2 separate regions of the Mus musculus genome follow, and region 1 is linked to region 2. Evidence: chromatin contacts called from public ChIA-PET data. All regions are on one chromosome and are shown on one strand. The core of a region is the stretch at or near the end of the contact, and the rest is flanking DNA. Distances in the headings are between cores, read along the strand shown.

The links. ChIA-PET counts read pairs in DNA pulled down with a chosen protein or histone mark.
Region 1: an RNA polymerase II ChIA-PET map of memory CD8 T cells shows a contact between it and region 2, with 24 read pairs. The contact joins the enhancer-like site here to the promoter of Sltm in region 2. A contact is called at or near these places in 3 of 39 promoter capture datasets (fetal liver, liver and pre-B cells), 2 of 115 datasets of contacts at active chromatin or transcription factors (effector CD8 T cells and memory CD8 T cells) and 1 of 9 other capture datasets (liver).

What each region holds. Positions count from the first base shown.
Region 1 is chr9:70,759,698-70,765,678 of GRCm38.p6, forward strand. It overlaps Adam10 (a disintegrin and metallopeptidase domain 10), which reads left to right. Exons shown (of 16, transcript NM_007399.4): 10 at 1,886-2,069. Among named protein-coding and RNA genes, the nearest start is that of Adam10, 84 kb to the left of the region's middle. Within about 2 kb of position 1,489, at least 106 of the 459 cell types and tissues checked have an H3K27ac peak or open chromatin away from gene starts, as enhancers often do. A contact at or near this core is called in liver, memory CD8 T cells and pre-B cells, where this site is marked.
Region 2 is chr9:70,539,872-70,545,582 of GRCm38.p6, forward strand. It overlaps Sltm (SAFB-like, transcription modulator), which reads left to right and starts at 2,844. Exons shown (of 21, transcript NM_025690.4): 1 at 2,844-3,210; 2 at 4,099-4,186. The coding sequence starts at 3,049.

The sequences.
Region 1 (5,981 bases), core at 239-2,738, 220 kb after region 2:
CCTTTTACGGCTGTTGGTGAGATCTGTTACACCATTCCTGAGAGATTAAGACTAGGCAGGTAGGTCACAATTAGCTATTTTTAAGAATGTAACTCCTTGCCAAGTTAGGGACAATGTTTATTCCGTCTGTATCAGTTTGTATATTTTAGCACTTCCATGTATAACAAGCTACTCATTAGAAGGCAATATTCAATGCCTTCTAACATAGCTACTGTTTCTTTGATCACATTAACAGCCATTCAGTATTGGAACTTTTCTTTCTGTTTCTCAATTTGAATGATGAGATTGTTGCTAGTACCATACTTAATAAAAAACCAAATTGTAAGGAGCAGAAGCATAAAGCAAGGTAATATACAGAGCAAGTAGTTTCCAGAGGCTGAATCTAGGCTCAGGAGAAAAGCAGGGCAGTATCAGGAAGAGTAGGATGTGAGACATCTGATGAGGAAATGTAAAATCAGAGTGACTTGGTATTATTGTTTGTTCGTAAAGAGTTAGGTTTTTGGGTATTCAAACTAAGGTCAAGTTAAATACAACTGCTATTCTAATGTCCAACATTTTTTCCCTTTAGAATAATGAATACCTTAATTACTTGAGGACATTTTGAGGTTTCTTTCGGGTGTGTGTTGTGTGTGTATTGAGGGTATTTTGTGTGTGGTACATGCACCTGAGTATTCACCTTTGTATGTACACACACAGATGTCAGAGAAGGATGTTGAATGTCTTCTTCTTACTTACTCTTGGGACAATTAGCCTTGAGTGATGCTCTCTGAACCAGAAGCTTTGGGCTCGACGAGTCATCTAATGAGCTCTTGGTATCTGTCTCTGAATTCTAGTGATGAGGTTGTTGCAAAAAAAGCACAGTCATGTCTGGCTTTAAATTTTTTTCTTAAAATTGTTATTACATTTTGTGTGTGTATGTGTGTGTGTGTTCATGTTCATTTGTATGCCACAGCCTGTGAGTGGAGGTCAGAGGACAACTACTTGCATTTGGGTCCTGGGATCAAATTGAAGTTGTCAAGCTTGGTGACATCTTGTACCACTGAGCCATCTTTCTGCTCCTGGGCCTGGATTTATGTGGGTCCTGGAGTTTTGAACAGAGGTCCACTTGCATATACATCAAGTGTTCTTCCCCATGAAGCCATCTAACAAACCCTGGCGTTGTTGTTTTAGTGCATATGTGCGAGGAAAGCAGGTGCTTCCTTAGCCCAGCTTTGAAAGTGTTTTTCCTTTATGAAGATTCAGGGAGCTCTTGCTTTGGTCTTTCTTATGCCTCTGGTACCTGGATAAATTACCAGAATCCAAACCACGTCTGTGCAGGTGCTCATATACAGAACTCTGTCTCCTGTAAAGCAATGTTTTGATCCCATGCCTTGGGTTTTCTTAGTCTTATTTTAAAGTAAAACTTGTGTTTGACTCCAATCAGCATTTTGCGTGGCTGTCTTTTGCGCCAACTCACAAGGAAGTGTCACTGCCTTGAGTTCTTACTCTGCCTTCCTCAGCACTGGTCTTGGGTTTCATTTTCACTTCTGCCTTCCTGAACCAGTTTGAACATGTACTTACCATGCATTTTAATGAATGTGAATCCATATTATTACGGCCACCCATAAAAGCTTCTTCTTAGTAATCTCTATGACGATGTATGTTCAGTTCTAGTCCCTAATTACAAAGCTCTAAGTTTATGTTTAGACTTTCAGTTTTCCTCTGTGCTGCAACAGTGGCCCCATAGAGCAAGTGTTTATCCTAACTCTGATCCTAGACAGTTGTTAGATTCTTCTTCAAGGAAAGTATGTGACTTCTACTGTTCTTCTGATGAGAAAGTTCCACATAAGCAGGTGACTGGGCAATTTTACTTCCTACTAATGTAACACCATATTCTGTTTGGCAGCATGATTCTGGAACAGAGTGTACTCCAGGAGAGTCTAAGAACTTAGGACAAAAAGAAAATGGCAATTACATCATGTATGCAAGAGCAACATCTGGGGACAAACTTAACAACAACAAATTTTCACTCTGCAGCATTAGAAACATAAGCCAAGTGCTTGAGAAGAAGAGGAACAACTGTTTTGTTGGTATGTATATTTTCCAACATTTTAATTAACTTTTTCTTCTACATTTGTGCATGTGCACACAAGCCACAGCAGGTATGTGGAGGTCAGAGGACAATTTGATGGAGTCAGTTCTCCCCCTTCACCATGTGGTTCTGACAACTGAACGCAGCTTGTCAAGCTTGGTGGTAAGCACCTTTCCCCTGAGTCATCTTCCCAGCCCAAAATATTTATAGTCAAAAAATATGTAAGAGGCCACTCAGTTCCCGCCTGTGTTTTCCAGTTAACACTTTGCAAAAAGTATTTGCTTTATCAAATACTTAGGAATTCATTTGCCCCTTTGAAAGTAAGTATCAGATAGCAGAGTGTTTTACTTCTAAACGCTTTTAGCTTATATCTCATTAGCTAGAGTTCAATCTTGTTTGAGGTTCTTTTCTCTTCCCTCCTCCTTCTCTCCCTTCCTTCCTTTCTTTAATAGGTGAACTGCACAGTTTTATATATATATAATTTCATTCATAATACATACATGCCTTGCTGCATGTGTGACATTTGCACTTACTGTACAATGAGCAATTCCCCAAGCCTCTTATCCTCCCTTTCTGCACTGTCTCCTCTTGTTAGTTCCCTTGTTTCCTAGATAATTTTGCTTCTGCTTTCATGTCATATATCTGTGCATGGTTTTATGGATCTGTATAAACCCTATAAACAAGAAGACATCATGATACTTGTCTTTGTGACATTGGCTTGATTCATTTAAGGTGATTATCTCCAGTTGCATCTCTTTTCCTGCAGACAACAAATAATTTCATTCCTCATGTCTAAAACCAACTCCATCATGTATCTACTGCATGGGTGTGGTGTTGCACACCTTTAATCCTAAGAGTTGGGAGGCAGAGGCAGGTGGAAGGTTCTGATGTCAAGGCCAGCCTGGTCTATATAGCAGGCTCCAGGCCAGCCAGGGCCTACAGTTTTTTTAATTACAGGTGTTTTTGTTTTTTTTTTGTTTTTTTTTTTTTTTTTTGCGGGGGTGGGGGGGGTAATTGTGGATTTGCACACAGGGCAGTAGTAGGTACTCAGTACCATCACCCAGTGTCCCCATTGGTAATACTGTGCAGGCTGATAGCATCACAAGGGCCATGCTGTCATCAGGGCACACTCCCCACTCCTTGCTCCTGTTTTATCGGGATGTTTGTTTCTTTTAATATAATATAAATACATGTGTAGTTCTATATCCCACCACTATAGACAAGATACAGAACTGTCCATCAGGACAAGGGTACTGCTGCTATGAACATAGTAGAGCATGTGTCCTTGTTATATGTTGGAACATCTTTTCGGTATATGTCCAGGAGTGGTATAGCTGGGTCCTCAGGTAGTACTGTGTCCAATTTTCTGAGGAACTGCCAGACTGATTTCCAGAGTGGTTGTAGCAGCTTGCAATCCCACCACCAACAAAGGAGTGTTCCTTTTTCTCCACATCCTCAATTCCTTTATAAAATCACTGGTGATTTGTTAGATACCTTGGGGGAGCTTTTTGGTTGTTCTTGGTATAGCACACAGTCTTCCTATATTTGTGTTCTGAGTGCTGGATTATAGGTGTGCACTATTAGGCTGGACTCAGATAATGGTTTACAGATGTTTCCTCCTGGCCTGTAGTATATTTCTTTATTCTTGTCACAGACAGAGTCTTTGGCTTTTTCTTTTAAACTTTCCCCTCACGGGTTAGATTGACATTACATTGATGCTGTTATTCTATTATTGTCATCAATGGTTGCTTTTCTGTCACTTACTTCTGTCAGTTCTTAAGTGTTCTATGGACGGTGGAGTTTTCACAGTAAACTTAGAAGCTGATTATAAAAGTGAATGCACTGATCTGTTGGTCACTGTTACGATGTAGGTTGTGTCAGACACTGCACACGCATTTTTCTCTAGAATTATATGTCACATGAATTATAAAGTTACTAGCCATTTAAAGTCATTGTTTTACTTATGATGGTTGTTCTACTAGAACAGTCCAAAGACATCATATAAGGTCAGTTAGTGGGCTACAATTTCAGTGACTGTTAAGATTTTCTTTAATGAATTAAGAATGAACTTGATAAGTGTAAAGCCTACCTTCCTGGAGTGATTTTCAATCACCTGTGCCACAGTGAGGTTTTTGTGCTAGGTGTGTGTTCCCTTCATTCAGTAGTTTATTCAGTTCACATTCTAAATCCTGATTGGTGCATTAGAAACAAAAGCCTAAAATTTAAGACCCAAGAACCCCTGCATTTCATCTGTTTGATCATATCGGGGTATATACACATGGGGTACAAGCAAGTCATAGGCTCCTTATAACTTAGTTTTGCTTACTAGAAATGAAGGCATTTGTTTCTTGTAATTCACGGTAAATGATTGTGTATTGAGGTGATTTTGAGATCTTACAAAGAGAATTCCTGGTCTGAATTTTTTTCCTCCATCATTTGTTTTAGTATTGCTGGGGATTGATTTAAATCTACTCTTCTAATTTTTTAGCTTCAGGACTTGAGAAAGTTGAAGAAACGGCTATCACTGGGAAGAGAGGCCCCTTGGTATCGCAAACTTTATATGCCTCAATACAGGGGAATGCCAGGGCCAAGAAGTGGGAGTGGGTGGGTAGGGTAGCAGGGCGGAGGGAGGGTATAGGGAACTTTCGGGATAGCATTTGAAATGTATATAAAGAAAATATCTAACAACAACAAAAAAAGAAATCTGGGGGAAAAAAAAGAAAGTTGAAGAAATATATTGAAATTATTCACCAATATTTAGGCCAGACTTTCTAACTCTAATTATCTAAGATCTGTCCTTGTTAGGCTGCTTGGGACTTCAGGGAGTATATTAATAATTCATACCTATTTCTTAAGGTGCTTGGTCTCGCAATAAGTAGAATAATATTCATTTAAAAGTTATTATTGACACTATTGTGATCACTTTTAAAAAATGAGTTATAGGATAAAATTATCCAATATCCTTAACAAATAAATGATGTAAAAAATAAAAAACAAAGTGAACCTATTCTATAGTAAAATAACTTAAATGATAAATCACCTAAAGCAATTATGGTGGAAGGGGTGGGGTTAGGAGAGCCTTTTTTGGAACTTGATTTGGTGACCAATTATTGAAGATAGTTCAGGAAATTTGAACATGGATTTGTGTGGTAATTTCAAAATGCTACAGAATAAAAAGTGGTTGCAAGTAAGTAAGAGAAGAAAAGCATTCATGGGAGGTGTCTTGCTGTGAAAAGACACCATGACCAAGGTGACTCTTACTAAAAACAGTATTTAACTGGAATTGGGTTACAGGTTCAGAGGTTCAGTCCAAGGCAGGAGCATGGCAGCATCCAGGAAGGCATGGTGCAGGAGGAGCTGAGGGTTCCACATCTTCATCTAAAAGGCCACTAGGAGAAAAACTGGCTTCTAGTCAGCTAGAATGAGGGTCTTCAAGCCCATGCCCACAGTGACACACTTCTTCCAACAAGGCCACACCCACTCCAACAAGGCCACACCTCCAAACAGTGCCACTCATATTCAGACCACCACAGGAGGTCATTGTGCTAATTTTCTTACTATTTTTATGTATGTTTGAAAACTTCTGTAACAAGCTTTCCTCTTTTCTCTTGGTTGAGAAACACTAACTTCGTTTGCATACATATGATACACATGTGTAGTCAGCAAAGCTCAACTGTAATGTGGCCTAAACAGCAAGTTATTACTTCTATAAAGAACATAGGTAAGGCCAGTCTTCTCACGATGTAGAAACAGGGTGACATGCTGAGGTTGCAATTGCTGTTTGTAGCACTTCCCATACTAAACGACAGGTCTCCTGATTTTCAGATTCTGTTTTTTGCCTTACTTACTCGTTAAAATTTCCTTTTTCTTTTTGGTAAAACTCTAAAGAGTTTGTCAATTTTATGTATTT
Region 2 (5,711 bases), core at 1,594-4,093:
GGGTTCTAGGGATAGAACTTAGGCCATCAGAGTTTGTGGTTTAAGCATTGTTACCTGGTGAGCCATTTTTCTGGTCCTAGTTTGTCATTCCCTTATTTATTTATTTTGCAATCTCTTCTCTACTTCCACCCACCTTTACTAGAGTTTTGGGATAGAACTCAGGCCAGCAGGCATACTTAGCAAGTGCTGTCTTGTGGACCAGTATATCATGGGCAACTGTCCACACTTGGCCTCACTGGGGATCAAGCTTGGGGCTTCAACTAGGCTTGGGAAGCACACTCTACCCTTGAGCATCACCTCCAGCCCTCACAGGCCTCTGCTTTCCGTCTGACACAGTACCAGGGGACCTCACTTGTTTCCCTTACCGTCTTTTGTGACGGCTAACACAGTGTCAGGTTTTCTCTTTCTTTCTCCGATTATTTGCAAATAAACTGCAGGCAGAATGACACTGTTTACCTCTGCTAGGACTTTCTACAACATCCTAACCTAGTGCACACTTAACACTGACGGAGTACACAAGCTCATGAGTTGCTTCCAGTCGTCTCTGTACTACTGTCCTCCTCTTCTCTGAGCCAGGACCCAAATAATAAATATACATCATGCGTGTCCCTTCTCTGGTCCTTTTTGTCTCTCTGCTTTTACTTTCATCATGCTGTGCTATCAAAGAGGTCAGAGCAGGTATCTCACTGAGAACTGAAGACTATCTGTTTACTCTTTACCTGATTTGAGGGAAGCAGTCTCAGCATTTGGGAAAGTGCTTCTTTCTCAAGGGTATCAGATAAGAATACATAGATCTTCATTTTACTCACTATTAGAGGCCCCCTTTTGTTCTTAAAAGGAAACAGCCGAATAAAAATTCCTTCCCTTTGGCTATATCATTACCTTGGGAGTTAGTAATATGATCCCTGGCTAAGAGAATCCACAGATGCTGCTCCAGAAGACAAGATAAGAACAATGATAGAATAACACCTAAGGTTTTACTGCAACCATGGCCAATAGCTGTTGGCCCTTAGGCAAATCTTAACATCTTCATTTATTGTGAAGGGATATGGAGGGATGAAATTGGTATGGAAGATCAAGAATCTTTTGAATTCTAAAATTTGGTGAGTGTGACAAACTAATTTGTGGTATAAGAGAGTGGAACTTGGAATCAGAAGATCTAAGATTATTAGCACAGCACTGGCACACACAAGCCATATGTGTAAGCCATATTTTATAAGTCACTTAATCTCTTTTAGCAGCTGGGAAGAATTAAAGGGGTTGTTATATCCCAGAATTCCTTAAAAGTCATAAAGAAATGCTGAACTGACTGACTGCCAGGTATGATTTTATAACGTCCAGTTTTCCTCCATTTGAACCAATGATTCAGAAAGAGCAACCCAAAGTAAGGCACACCTCACCCTTACTATTTATTTATTTATTTATTTATTTATTTATAAAGGTAGGATTCCTCTGTGTGTAGCAACCCAAAGTAAGGCACACCTCACATTTATTTATTTATTTATTTATTTATTTATAAAGGTAGGATTTCTCTGTGTAGCCCTGGCTGTCCTGGGTCACTCTGCAGATACCAGGCTGGAGTGTAGTGTATCTCAGAGATCCACAAGCCTCTCTCCCCTTAGTGCTGATAGGCATGTCCCACCACTGCCCAGTCCAATTTAAGTTTTATAACCAGGAAACTGGAGAAAGATGTAAAACAAAACAACCTCAACCCCACCTTTGTTAGCACCTTAGCATTCCTTCTAGGCTCCGCCCAACACTTACCTAGCAACAGCCAGGTAGGCCTGGATGGGAATGTCCCCCCCCCCCCTTTGACTCCTTTCTTCCTCTCCCCTCCCCCCTCCACGTGTTCTTGGCCGGGCTCTTCTCTTCTGTCTTCTCCCTTTCTCTGCCTCTACTCCCTTCTCAGCTCCCCTTGCCATACCCCCAAATAAACTCTATTCTATACTAGACCAGTCTTATGGATGGTACCTGGGGTGGGGATGCCTCAGCATCAGCCGGATGAGGCAGTCCCTCCCACCGCTCTATACCTCGCTCTACAAAACATACCCTTGCCTTTACAAAACATCACCCACCAGTAAATGTTAATTCAGTTCCCTGTGTTTCCTAACTTTGTCCAACTTTGTGTTAATTCTATAGATATTTACGCTGTGATGATTAATAATATTAAAATTACTAAGAGATACTATGCGGGCTATTTCTCCATAAAGTGGCCCCTGTCCTTGACATACCAAATGCTGGCGGCGCAGGGCAGAGGATACTGTATAGGATCAGGGCAACATATACTTTTAAGTTATTCTCCTTTTGTGAACAATTTCATTGAGCCATCAGGCCCGTCGGAGGGGATGGGCAAGCTGAGGCAAACGAGGAGAGGACGTTTGCCTGGTAGTTTTCAGGCAAAGAGGGGCTAAGCTTCAGGGGGTCACAGCGTGACACTGTCCCCTGGGCTCTCGGCCTCAGGTTTCGCTGGGCGTTCCGGGGCGGAACCCGCCGACCTAAGTTCACTAGTATACCCCGACCACCTTTCCACGATGATTCCGTACTTCTTCCGGGAAGGCTGGCGCACACGCCCCCTCATTTCGGTGAAGAGACGCACCTACTCTCCCTACTATGGGGTGCCTCTCAAGTGGCGATGGCTCTAGGTAAGAGATGAGAGGAGAAGGAGGCTAATGGAGAGGCGGGAACCGTGGTACCGAGGACAGCTGAGCGGTTGGACACGCGGAGACTTTCCCGGGACCACGCCAGAGGCCGAGCCACCGGTCCGCTGCGAGCTCCGCCCCCTCCATGCCTGCTCAGTGCGCACGCGCACCCGTCATCCGGGTGCCGCTGCAGGTTGCGCTGGAGCAGAGTCGGGGGCGTGGTCCCCGTGGGGGGGCGTGGTCAGTGGCTCATTGTGCGCAGCGTAGCGCGGCGCCGCTGGCCGCCCGGGGCCCGGGTTGGAAGTTGGTGCTGCCGCGGCCACCGCCTCCACCGCCGCTGCCTCCTCCTCCGCCGCCGCCGCCGCCCTGCAGCCCACTAGCTGCCTCGGCAGCGCGTTGCTTTCCCAAAATGGCTGCCGCTGCCGGGGCCGTGGTAGCCTCGGCCGCCTCTGGGCCGGCGGAAGGGAAGAAGATCACGGAGCTGCGGGTTATCGACCTCAGGTCCGAGCTGAAGCGCCGCAACTTGGACATCAACGGGGTCAAGACGGTACTGGTCTCCCGGCTGAAGCAGGTGAGGCCCGGACGCTGCGCGCAGGGCAGCGTAGGCCGCGCCGTTTAGGTGCTACGCTTCCGCGGTCGGGGCGGACCGGGTGGTGCCTGTGCGTGCCCGGCGCGCGGGGCCCGCGCCTCCGCGAGGAGCCTGGCCTTCCAGCGGCCTCGCGAGCCGCCGCCGGTCGCGCCCCCTGCCTCCCCTGGGACGCCCTCTCCATCGGCTCTGCGGCCTGCGGAGGGTGGAGCTGCAGACCCTGGGCGGCGCTGGGTACCCCGGCCTACGGGCGGTGCGCAGCGCGTGCATCTCTCGGGCTCCGAGGCGATGGTTAGTTTGCTGACTTGGCCGAAGTTACCGTTTAATTGTGTCCAACCGTTTCTTCACCCCTGTTCAGAGAAATCCGTAGTGGGAGTTGATGAGTGGATGAGAAGGGAAGATTCATCTTTTTTTTTCCCCACTAGGCTTTTAACTGATTTATTTTTAATTCTTAATTTCTGATTGCATCAGCGTAATCATCCACGTTCTCAGTCCTGTTAAGCTTTCAGGTTTATTCGCGTGAAGCCTTGGAATCGGAGACGGGAACAAGTGTACGCAATACGTTAGGAAAACTCTTCCTTATTTAAGTAGCTACAAACTTTCTGTAATAGAACATATTTAGGTTCTTGTTCAGTATATGTGACATGGAACCATCGACTGGGTGGAATTTCAAGTTCCAGGACATTTCGATACTCAATGACACCCTCCACCCCTTTCTGTGTAGCATAATTACTCGTTTGTGAAGTCGGTTTGTAAAATAACTGGCAATTCTAATGTTTTGAGGCTGGAGGTTTGGTAATATATTTTCATTAAGTTTTTATAAAATAAGTTTAGATAGTTTGTGTAGCATATTAACTTCTCTTTCTAATGTAGGCTATTGAAGAGGAAGGAGGCGATCCAGATAATATTGAATTAACTGTTTCAACTGATACTCCAAACAAGAAACCAACCAAAGGCAAAGGTTGTTACGAGTTCTGAACATATTTTAAAATATATTTTGGTTCTATAACTTGGCTCTGCTCTTGTACCACTCGCCCTGTTTATATAGTGCTATTCTTTGCTATTTCCCTCTGGCACTCTGCCTTCTTGGGTCAAGGAAGAAAGTTACTGTTAGCAGGCTCTGAGTAACTTGCAGCCTTTCAGATTCGGCTGAAGATGACCAGAAAATAAGAAAGTTCTTTATTGATTCTGGGGAAAGGTACAAAGTTAAGTTGCATACCGATCCTTCATAGTAGGAATATCTGAAGAAAGAAATACAGTTTGATCCATGTCTACCTTGCCCCACAATTGGCAGAGTTTTGGTGAAATTCCCACTAGACCTTTCCTTGGCTCTTTGCTGTTCTCTCTAGTATATTCAAGATCTGTAACCTTTGTTTAATGTTTTAATTGACATACTGCTTATTTCCCATTTATTCCATTATGCAGTCTAATAATTTTCAGTGAAATTCAAAAGACCTCATCGATCATACTAACAAAAGCAAAAACCCCACAACTGATTAGCTTTAAAGAAGTTTTAAGGTATGGGGATACTAGGTTTTTAATGTAGCTTTTAAATTGGGCTCTGTGTATTTCCAGGGCAGAATGATCTGATGTGAATAGCGAAAGGTAATTTTCACATGAATATTTTGATAATAAATGGGAATTAGTTATTAAAAACATCTGGTGAGTATAATCTTATTTGAATAGTTGCAAATTTCCGCTTCTCATAAACTGTCACAGAGAGTAGACAAATAACTGTCTGATGCCTGGTATCTATAGTTTCCATGCAGAATAAGTCATGGACTTCTGTGTCATTTTGTTAGGAACATAATTTTCTTAACTGCTGTACCCGATCTATACACAGTTGTGATGGGAATAAGATGATTGAATAGACCAGGTGGTGGTGGCACACACTTTTAATCTCAGCACTTGGGAGGCAGAGGCAGGCAGATATCCAGTTGGGGGCCAGCTTGGTCTCCAGAGTAAGTTCCAGACAGCAAGGGCTACACAGAGAAATCCTGTCTCCAAAAACACAAAAACCAAACTAAACCAAAGCCAAGATGATTAAATTTTATAGAAGAGAATCTTCAATTTTGATCTTAAGCACTATGACTCAGGACCTGGTCAGCTTACTATTTGACATTTCTTGATTCAAGAGTTCCCTGTGTGTGCTGAAGAAATTAAAAAAGGATAAGAGTTTCCTGGGTCAATAGGAATGCCAATATGGCTATACAATTTTAGAAGGTTAACTAAGTCGTCTTGAAGACCTGAGGCTTTTAAATTTAGAGGGATAAATTCCTTTCACCTTGGAAGCTTCTGGTGAAGTAGGAGTTGTTTCATGTGAAAAAGAAGTATGTCACTGGGCAGTGGTGGCACATGCCTTTAATCCTAGCACTTGGGAGGAAGAGGCAGGCAGATTCTGAGTTCAAGGCCAGCCTGGTCTACAGAGTGAATTCCAGGATAGCCAGGGCTCTACAGAGAAACTCTGTCTCAAAAAACAAAAACAA